2 separate regions of the Sus scrofa genome follow, and region 1 is linked to region 2. A link is a contact called in public HiChIP or PLAC-seq data. All regions are on one chromosome and are shown on one strand. Each heading gives the region's core, a stretch centred on a gene start, on an enhancer-like site or on the middle of the called end of the contact. The rest is flanking DNA. Distances are from core to core; before and after follow the strand shown.

Evidence for each region. HiChIP or PLAC-seq counts read pairs in DNA pulled down with a chosen protein or histone mark.
Region 1: an H3K27ac HiChIP or PLAC-seq map of skeletal muscle shows a contact between it and region 2. The contact joins the promoter of LRIG1 here to the enhancer-like site in region 2. A contact is called at or near these places in 1 of 5 promoter capture datasets (liver), 9 of 47 Hi-C or Micro-C datasets (brain, embryonic fibroblasts, heart right ventricle and 4 more) and 1 of 2 datasets of contacts at active chromatin or transcription factors (skeletal muscle).

What each region holds. Positions count from the first base shown.
Region 1 is chr13:48,025,315-48,030,440 of Sscrofa11.1, forward strand. LRIG1 (leucine-rich repeats and immunoglobulin-like domains protein 1) reads right to left here and starts at 2,082. Exons shown (of 20, transcript XM_005669717.3): 1 at 1,223-2,082. The coding sequence starts at 1,449.
Region 2 is chr13:47,955,468-47,960,450 of Sscrofa11.1, forward strand. All of the region lies in intron 3 of LRIG1 (leucine-rich repeats and immunoglobulin-like domains protein 1), which reads right to left. Among named protein-coding and RNA genes, the nearest start is that of LRIG1, 69 kb to the right of the region's middle. Within about 2 kb of position 2,859, at least 2 of the 83 cell types and tissues checked have an H3K27ac peak or open chromatin away from gene starts, as enhancers often do. A contact at or near this core is called in skeletal muscle, where this site is marked.

The sequences.
Region 1 (5,126 bases), core at 832-3,331, 69 kb after region 2:
TCAAACTAGGCCTCTTCTGCAAGGTACTAACAGTTCTGCAGAGATGCTAATTACTGATAACCGGACAGGATTCTGACTCCTGGACCAGATTTGTTAGAAATTGTAAAAGGCTATATTATTCTCCCTTGTTTACAGAAATTTAACGTATTTTTTTCCTGCTGAAACTCCCGTAAGAAGTGTCCCACTAAGTCTACATAGGCCAAAATCCTGACATCAGAGAAGAGCTAGGTTAATCTCACTCTGTCAACCCAGTCTCTGGCACCCTCTCCAGAAGGAGCACTACTCCAAAACTAATTTGCACCATTTATAGAGAAGAAATGCTAGAGGGTGGACCCCACTCCACTCCACTACATCTCAAGCCCAAATGGTCCCCTAGAGAACAGACAGGAAGGGTCTGGGACACAGTTCCCTCAAATGCCAACCAGGCGGAAAAGGACAAACTTCCAGCAGTTACCGACCCCCAGAACATTCAGAGCCCCCTAACTCGGGGATCCTCCAGGAAAACTGCCTTCTGCCAGGGGCCAGAGCCAAGTCAGGCCACCAAGGTCCTGGGGGATGATGAGGCGGCTACACACGCTCTCACTAATAAATAATGTAAATACAAGACTGGAGCCAAAAGTCACCTCCATTCATTATCCGCTGTAAGGCCAAGCAGCTCACACACCAGAGAGTTGAGTTACGGGAGAGGAAAAAAGAAACACCCCCAGACACACTTCCTCACACTCTCCCCGCCAGATGTTTCCCACTCTCCACCCACACACATTCCCCTTACCTCCACAGTCTTCACTCACATTCTCTTACTTACCACCTCCCAGATCGCCCTCACGAGAGCCATGCTCGCTCACCTCCAGACCCCCACGACACTTCTCTTCCCTCCAGAACCTCAAGACCCACATCCACTCTCCCTAAGACCCCTTGACCCACGCTCGATCAGATCCTTCCCAACGAGGTACACTTTCCTCCTCCACACCTCCAAAACTCCGACTCGCGCAGCACCAGACCCTAGCGAAACGCACACTTTCCCCATCCAGACAAGTTCTCACGCACGCCCTCTCCCCTCTGGACCCCCGAAGGGGAGCTCACGCTAACATTTTCCAGCTCATTCAACTTCACACACAAGCAACTCAACCCGCAACTCCTCTCCCGGGGGAACAACCCCGCCGCCCCGTCCCAAGTGACAGCGCCCGGGGGGCGCGGGGAGGGCGGAAAGGGCGGTACTCACAGGCTCCGCGTCCAGGCGGGCAGGTCTCCTGGCAGCGCTGCCAGCCCCCGCCCGCCGCAGTCCAGCGAGTCCCCAGCGCAAGCGCAGGCGGCAGTGCAGGGCGCCCGCGGGCCGGCCGCAGCCGATGCGGGCTCCAGCCCGAGAAGCAGCAGCAGCAGAAGCAGCCGGAGAAGAGGACAAGGCGAACTGCGCGGGGCCCCGAGCGCTCCCCGGACCGGCCGCGCCATCTTGTCTGGAGCGCGCTGAGAACTCCGGGCGCGGGGGCTGCGAGGTCTGGGGCGACCGCAAGCACTGGCGGGCCTGAGGGGACTCTGCTCGGCACTACGCTCCGCGCCGGGGCATGGCGGCCGGCACAAGTTCACTCCGCAGCGGCGGCGACTCCGGCACTCAGCGGGCCCCCAGTGCCCGGGCCGCTCCGAAACGCCCGGAGGGGACAGAGAACCCCGCGCCCATCCGGGCTGACCCGCCCGTGCTCGTTGTGAACCTCAATGATCCGGGCAAGGGGTTCGGCCGGCACTCCTCGTCCTCCCGCCGCGCTTCTGTCCAGGCTCCGGGGTCCCCGCACACGCCAAGTGCCGCCGCCGCCCCTGCAAGGAAGGCGCTCAGGCTCACAACCGGAGCTCTGCGCCCGTAGGCATCTTCCTTGCGGCTTCGAGCGCCTGGCTGCAGACCCCTGACTGGACGGCACGTCCACCCCCACACTGCTCCAAGGGCCCCGTGCGCCTAGCTGTCCCAGCGCCGAAGGCAAAGGGAGCGCGCGCAGTTCCGGGCTCGGCACGGCACCTCCGCGCAACGAGAACCCTGCAGACCTCGCGGCCGAACAATCAGCCGCTCGCCGTTCGCCTCCCCGCGGCCCAACCCCGGCCGGTCCCAGAGGCCCCGCCCCCGGCCTCTCGCCCTCACACACCCCCTGGGCTCCAAGCCCCACGGCCTCCTGCCGGCCCACGTTGGACGCTTTGCAACAGTGCCCCGCCACGCCCCCCCGCCTGCTGCTTATTGGCTACCGAGGTTCACGGCAGACAGCCTGGACGCCCATTGGAGCGCTAGTCATGATCCCGCCCCTCTCGCTTATCCGGCCACCCCGCCCCACTCTCTTTTCCCACCCAAGGTGTGAAGGGCGGGGGACTGGGAGGAGAAAAGGAGAGACGTCCTCCGGTTCTTAAAGTGGACGTGCTCACTGAGGGTGGAGAAAGGGGATGCGCGCGGAGGGGAGGAGGAGTAAAGATCTGCTCTCTAGGTCTAGGGAAGGAGAGAAAAAATGGTAATGAGAATAACGCCCCCGCTTTGAAAAGGCCTAGCCCCAAAGATTTTTCCCTCCTGCCCAGATTGCTAACAGAACCAGTGATTTAGAACAAGTCTACACCCATTTTCCAGATGCCCTCTAGGAGCAAATATGTAAATAAAAATTCACAAATTTCATACTTATGGGGGCATCTTTAGTTATTTTGTTAGGAATGGCCGCCTTCCTCTCTCACAACCTGGAACTCCTTTCGGCTCCTGACATGTTCTTGATCTCTTAAATCCAGCAGTATGTCCTTGATTACCAAATGAATGTCTACCGCCTGTAGAAAACCGAGTCTCCAAGGTGCTCTTACCCCCTCCTCAATCTCTGCCCTGGTAAGTTGAAGAGTACTCCTGCTAACACTCCAGGCTTTGATAAAGGGATTTCTTTGTTTAAATCCGAGCATTTTAAAGCCACTTTTCAAGAAGCAATACATCGAAACAGAGTAAAAAGAGAAATAATAATTGTCACAAAGCTACCGACTTTGGCTCCTCCAGGTCAGAACATAGTAGCCATGTGTTAGGGTACTGCACTGAAACAGTAAGACAGGCGCGCGCACGAGCACGCACACACACACACTCACAGAGTGAACAAGTTAAAAGATTAGCATAGTAAGAAATGGCTGCTCCTCTCCGCGTTTTGGTTTGCTGATGTCTCTTGTCCCTTCCCAAAAGTCTGTACTGTGAGTTTCTAACAGAACAGGACACACTGTCAGGAAAGCAAAGCAAGTCAAATCTGTTCAAAAACATTTGCTCCAGTAAATGAAATCTTACCTCTCCGTGTTAACGGAAACAGGGGAGAAAATATTTCCCAGAAAGAAAAAAAAATTAAGGGTTTTGTCCCATTTTTGACACATTCTAAGGGGTTGCTTTAATTGAGATGTTAAGCTTTTCCACAGTTAGGCACCGCTCTTCTTAATCAAAATTGGGTTTGGGCTTGGTAATGGTGCGGTTCCTTTCTTTTTATTCCCTCCTTTCTCTCTTTATCCTCCTCCCCCTTCTTCTGATTCCTTATGCTATCAGATACTGATACCTCGTTTTTTCCTTCCTTACTTTCTTTCTTCCTCTCTTTGCATGATCTCAACAGTGAGTACCAAAGCAATGCTCAAATATGTTTGTAAATCAATTCAAATATGATTCCCAAGAAGCATTATCAGAAAAAGGTGGCAGCTGACCCATTCTGCTTATGCCTTTAACTAGCTTTTAGATTTCATTTGTAATCCACATTAAACCTAACACCTTCCACTTGGGCAAGAAGATATATCTCTATTTGTTGCAATGCCTTTCCATAAAACAAAAATAAGCCGAGGGATGGAATTTTAAGGATCCCAATGCGATGTAGTCCTCTAAGTCAAGATTTCTTAAATTTTTTGTTTAATGCAGCATAACCGGGAGCATTTCCTTAAGGGAAACTGTCAGATCTGCCTTGCCCCATCCCCACCTCAAATAAAACAGCATAGGGCAGCAGAAACAAATTGACTTCATTGAACTCCTTGAGATGCTGACCTAAATCATCGACAGGTTTGTTCCATTGCTGGTATTGTAAATATCAGATATTTATGCTTAGGAGTTCCATTGTGGCTCAGCAGTAATAAATCTGACTAGTATCCATGAGGATGAGTGTTCTATACCTGGCCCCACTCAGTAAGTGAAGGATCCAGTGTTGCCTTGAGCTGTGGCATAGGTCACAGCTGCCACTCAGATTCCTCAAATGCTGTGTTGCTGTGGTGTGGCTGTGGTGTAGGCCAGCAGTTGCAACTCCGATTTGACCCCTAGCCTGGGAACTTCCACATGCTGTGGGTGCAGCCCTAAAAAGACCAAAAAAAGATTCTTATGGTCAAATATGTTTCCAGATGCTTAAGGCTGCACCTGTGAGATGCTTTCTTTCAGGATAGGAGGATAGGAGTTGAGAATCAGCCAGGTAAGGGCACGGTCACAAATCTGAAACAGCCCCTGTGGTCTGATTACCACTCAGCCAGAGAGAAAGATTCCAAAACCGAGGAACACTTGCGGGGACTGGGCGCCTGAGCCTTGGCAGTTCCCCTCGTCTACAGCAGAGCATGAAGTCATGTCTGCTCCCCACACCATGTATGGAAGTTTGCCCATACACTAGCAACCTGCTTGTGATTGAAAGGAGAGCGTGGGCTTGGAGATCTCAGGGGAGAATTCATCTGGGGCCACAACCTAAAATCACGAAGACCTGAATCACCACAAAGGCAAGTTTTCGAGGGAACTCTCTATTCCTGCTTATAAAAGAGCAAATACAGGTCCACTCAGCACCAAGAACCAGTTGACTGGGGCCCTCTGGGTTCTCATTTCCCTCAACCAACACTTTCACAATTTTAGAGAGCTACTTATTCCTTGAAGGGTGTCATCCAGGGACTTTTAGGTTTTTCCCATTCTTTTTAATCTACCAGTGACCAAACTCCAGGGCCAGTACAGATAGAAGTCCCCCCACCCAAACCACTTGCAGGGCTCTTAAATACAGCAGCTCTAGGAGTTAATTATCCTAAACCCACAAAAGAGAAAAACCTCAAATCTAAATAGCCTGAAATCACCAAGTAGGAGAGAAGCAAATGACAAAGTAACAAGAAAACAGAGTGATCCCATGGATCTCTCTCTC
Region 2 (4,983 bases), core at 1,609-4,108:
AGTGGGTTAAGGATCTGGTGTAGCCTTGAGCTGTGGTGTAGGTCACAGGTGAGGCCTGGATCTGGCAAGGCTGTGACTATGGCTTAGGCAGCCATCTGTGGCTCCAATTCGACCCCTAGCCTGGGAACTTCTTTTTTTTTTTTTTTTTTTTTTGCTATTTCTTTGGGCAGCTCCCGTGGCATATGGAGGTTCCCAGGCTAGGGGTTGAATCGGAGCTATAGCCACCGGCCCACACCAGAGCCACAGCAACGCGGGATCCGAGCCACGTCTGCAACCTACACCACAGCTCACGGCAACGCCGGATTGTTAACCCACTGAGCAAGGGCAGGGACCGAACCCGCAAGCTCATGGTTCCTAGTTGGATTCGTTAACCACTGCGCCACGACAGGAACTCCCTGGGAACTTCTATATGCCACAGGTACAGCCCTAAAATGCAAAAACAAACGAACAAATACCACTCTGAGGAAAGACCAATCAACCAAATTAATTTTTTTAAGAATTTTAATGTAATGTAGAATTAATTTTTTTAGGTAGATAAGCTGATACTCGTTATAAGAAAATGTCAAGTGCAATGAATTTTCAGGTACACCTCCCAGGTTCAATTTGACCCCAAATCCAGACACCCGTTGATGAGCCAGGGATGGCAAAGCCAAGACAACTCCAGCCATTCACACAGTGGCCAACCGTCCCTCCCTCCCCAACCCCGCAGCAAGAGTCAGCTCAGCCCTACTGGTGTCTCCATCTCCAAACACACCCTTGCCCATGCCTGCCTGGCCATGAAACAAAAGAGGGAGGAGAAGTTCAATCAGGTAAGTTCCACCTGGACTCAAGTGACCTGAGTAAGCCCCAGAAGCCATGTCTGGTCGGCACCCCCAGGGAGAAGGGCTGTGGCATTTCACACTGGCAGGGACTTCTGAGGGCTGGCTGGGGACTCAGTTCTGTGACCACGGGGAGGTCACCTGCCCCATCTGGGCAGGGCAGAGCAGCACTGAGCTGAGTCAGGAGAGGGAAGGTCAGGAACCATGAGCTGCTCCACCTAATTGCCATCCACAGGGGGCACCTGGATCAGAAAACCAAGGCTTTCTCTCTTGTGGTCAAAATGGACACGACCACTCTTGGCTTTATCTTCCCCTAAATGAGTCAATCCTGCCTTTTCTCCCCCTTTCCTGGCAACCTACCACCTGCACACTGCACCACTTAGATGTGGTCCTGTCTACCTCTCAGATGAGGGGTCCGGCCTGGAAGCCGGCAGAGCACCCAGCTGTCAGAACCACAGACCCAGTGCCAGCAAGGAACCCATGGATGCAATGTGGCTCAACTGGACTTGCCCAATTTCTCTTCCTCAGTACAATTTTCAAGGCCCCTAGGTCCGTGCCTGTTTGGCTCTGCAGAGAGGGCCAGTGGCAAGCCTAACTGCAAGCTAGAGGCTCACATTCTCCCAGACTCAAGGGCTGCGCTACCGTCCCCAGCAAAGAAAGGTGGGAAAGATGGAGGGATGGCAGCCATCAGGAACCAGGCAGTCAGAGCACCTGTGAAGGCTGGGTCCTATCAAGGGGTATCCACCCAGCCCTTCCCAGAGGATGCGAAGACGCTGCAGTGGGGAGGTCCCCTTTAACTGACCAACAGAGAAAGCACCTCTATGACCAACAGAGAAAGCACCTCTCCCTAAGGTCCATAAAGGCTGGTCAGTGGCTGGTGGGGTGGTGGGAGCATAGGAGATCATCTAGGGATCTAAGACCAACAGGCTGGGTCATTAGTTCTTCCCAGGCCTGGTGTTTTTGCTTCACCTCCACCTCATCAAACAGGACTTGGGAGGGGAAAAAAAAAAAAAAAAACCCACAACCACCAAAGAGAAACAGCATGGAGGCCTCACTCAAGATTTCCAAAGGAGGAGTTCCCATGAGGTTTCAGGTTCGATCCCTGGCCTCGCTCAGTGGGTTAAGAAGCCGGTGTTGCCGTGAGCTGTGGTGTAGGTCACAGATGCGGCTTGAATCTGGTGTTTCTGTGGCTCTGGCATAGGCCGGAGGCTACAGGTCCAATTAGACCCCTAGCCTGGGAACCTCCATATGCCATGGGTATAGGCTTCAAAAGACAAAAAAAGACCAAAAAAAAAAAAAAAAAAAAAAATTCCAAAGGAAAGTACCTTTGTCCCTCTCAGGGCCAGGTTCCCCTTTCAGCCTCGGGCATCAAGCTGCCCAAAACTCACGTACTTGGAGACTGTCTGTGCGGCCTGCTAAAGCAAAAGATGGGATGACATGGGCAGGAAAAGGCAGGGAGAACTGTAACTTGGAGCTCTGGGACAGTGGGCTGATATGGGAATTTCCTACCTCTCTTTTACATCATCTTTTAATGTGCTCTTCAATTATGTAAATCAAATAAGTGATTATTTCACAAAGCAACTAAGAACAACCTTAGACACTAAACTTTGGGACCTGATCCTTAAAAATACAAACACTTGGCCCACCTGATAGTCCTGAGGTGGAGGGCCCTGGATGTGGACACAGCCAAGGGGCCCACGTGCAGAGCAGGGGCCTTTCCTGAAGGGGTGCTGGCAGGGCAGGGCAGGGCCCCAGGGCCACCCCTTAGAGTTCCTCCCCTCATTTATCAGGCACCCTTCACCCAAGCAGGAATGGTGTTAGTTCTACCCTCAAATCCCAGCCATCTCCAGGCCTGCTGTGGATGGAACCCTGGGGGCCTCTGCAGCTACCAGGAAACGGGTCCTATGCCCAAGTTAGCACCCTTGCCACTTGGCCACAGAGGAAACACACACTTTCTTCTCAGTAGACACAGTGCTGGACCAGGACTAACAAATCTAGTGTTTCATTCATGCTCACCAGGAACCAAGCTCTGGCTCAGCTCCTTGAATCCTCATGACAGCCCCAGAGGCGGATACTGTTACCATCCCCATTTTACAGACAGGGGTGATAAGGTGTAAGAAGGTGAACTGGCAGGAAGCAGCAGGGCCAGAGAGAAGCCCAGACACAAAGCCTCATCCCACACTCCTACTCGAATGTGGCACTGCCTCATGAACAGAAGTGGGCAGAGCCACCCCAAGGGAAGAAGGCTTCTCTGGACAGTATCCTGTGCCTCCCGCGTCTTCTCAGAATCTGCCAGAGCCACCCCCCAACACCCCCCTGCCTCCCCAGCCTCTGATTCAAATGGAGGAGAACCCAATGGCAGATGAGGGAAGGCATATCCTGCCATCGCCCACAGCTAATGGCCCTCGCCCTGCCCCTTCCCCACATACACGTGGGCCTCTGAGACCTTCGGCACAGTGCATCAGTGCACAGTTGCTGCAGGGTTCAGATCTCCCTTATTTATTTTTAAGATGGCTGGCATAGCCCCTAAATAGGTGAGTCAAAGTGGCTCTTCTATCCTCAGGCAGGAAGTATGACAAGACAAAACTGGGCACTTTTCAGGGAGCAGAAGAAATCTGTTCACCCACTGTGCTTCCCCACAGAAGGCACCTGCTCATCCAGTCTCAGAGAGCGTAAGACACTGGTCTGGGGTCACCCAGCTAAGAGGCACAGGAGCCCCTCTGACTCCAGGCTGTGTGGCTCTCCATGGCTAAAAGAACAGAGGACTATGGGTGCTGGGATGCTCCTGAAATTCCCTCCGCAAGGCCGGCCACTGGTACATTTCTGGGCTTCCAGAGCCAGCTTCCCGGCAGCTCTGCAGTTCCAGCAGCAGAGAAAGCTATTCAGCACTTGGTTGCAGTCTCCAGGACTGCCCCCCTGCCTCTGGGGAGTTATACCATTGCCGTGCCTTTAAAAATAAAACCAGGCTGGCTTCCTGCCCCATCTGGAAGACTTTTGATCTCCGGATCATATGATTTAGGATATCTCTTACCACGCAATTTCCCAAGCCCTCAGCACACAACCTGACTGCACTTGGGGAAGGTTAAGGATGTGTATGGGTGGGATTAAGGAGTAGACCCTTTAATGCAATCCTTCTTATCCACCCTGAGATAAGACCTGCTACAACATCAAAGTGGTACAGACTCCAGCACCTCTGAACCACAGCAAACCCTCATCTTTCCCATTCTGGGATCCTTCAGGAGCCAACACTTCCTCTGTTTTTTTGTTTTTTATTTTTTCTGGCTGCTCAGCGGCATACGGAGCTTCTGGCCAGGTATCAGATCCAAGCCCCAGTTGCGACCTATGTTACAGCTGTAGCAATACAGATCCTTTAACCCACTGTGCAGGGCCGGGGACTGAACTTGCCTCCTGGTGGTGCGGAGTTGCCCATTCCACAATGGGAACTCTGCTCCATTTCTTTCTTGAAACCACAAGCTTCAATTTTCTCCTTTGCTTTAAGTTTTAAAAAACAGATCACAGGCCTAAATTGTCAAATGTAAACTAAACACTTTTAAGAAAAAACACAGGAGAAATCTACTTTTGAGATCTAAAGGTAGGCCAAAGTTTTAGATGTGATATTAAAAGCACAATCCATAAAAGGAAAAACTAATATACTAGACTTATACCCAAACTGAAAACATTTGCTCTAGGAAAGATTCTGTTTAAGATGCAAAGGCAAGCTACAGACTGGGAGAAAATATTTTCACACCACATATCCAACAAAGAACTAGTAACTAGAATATATAAAGAACTCTCAGGGAGTTCCCTTTGTGGCTCAGTGGTTAACAAACCTGACTAGGTTTCATGAGGATGCATGTTTGATCCCTGGCCTCACTCGGTGGGTTAAGGATCCGTATTGCCGTGAGCTCTGGTGTAGGTTGCAGACATGGCTCAGATATGGCGTTGCTGTGGCTGTGGCGCAGGCCGGCAGCTGTAGCTCTGATTGGACCCCTAGCCTGGGAAAGTCCATATGCCACAGGTGTGGCCCTAAAAAGCAAAAAAAAAAAGAGAACTCTCAAAACTCAACAGCAACTCCACCCACCCCCCACAAACAACCCAGTTAGAAAAGAGACAAAAGACATGAACAGATGTTGCTCCAAAAAGAATATACAGATGAGAAGTAAGC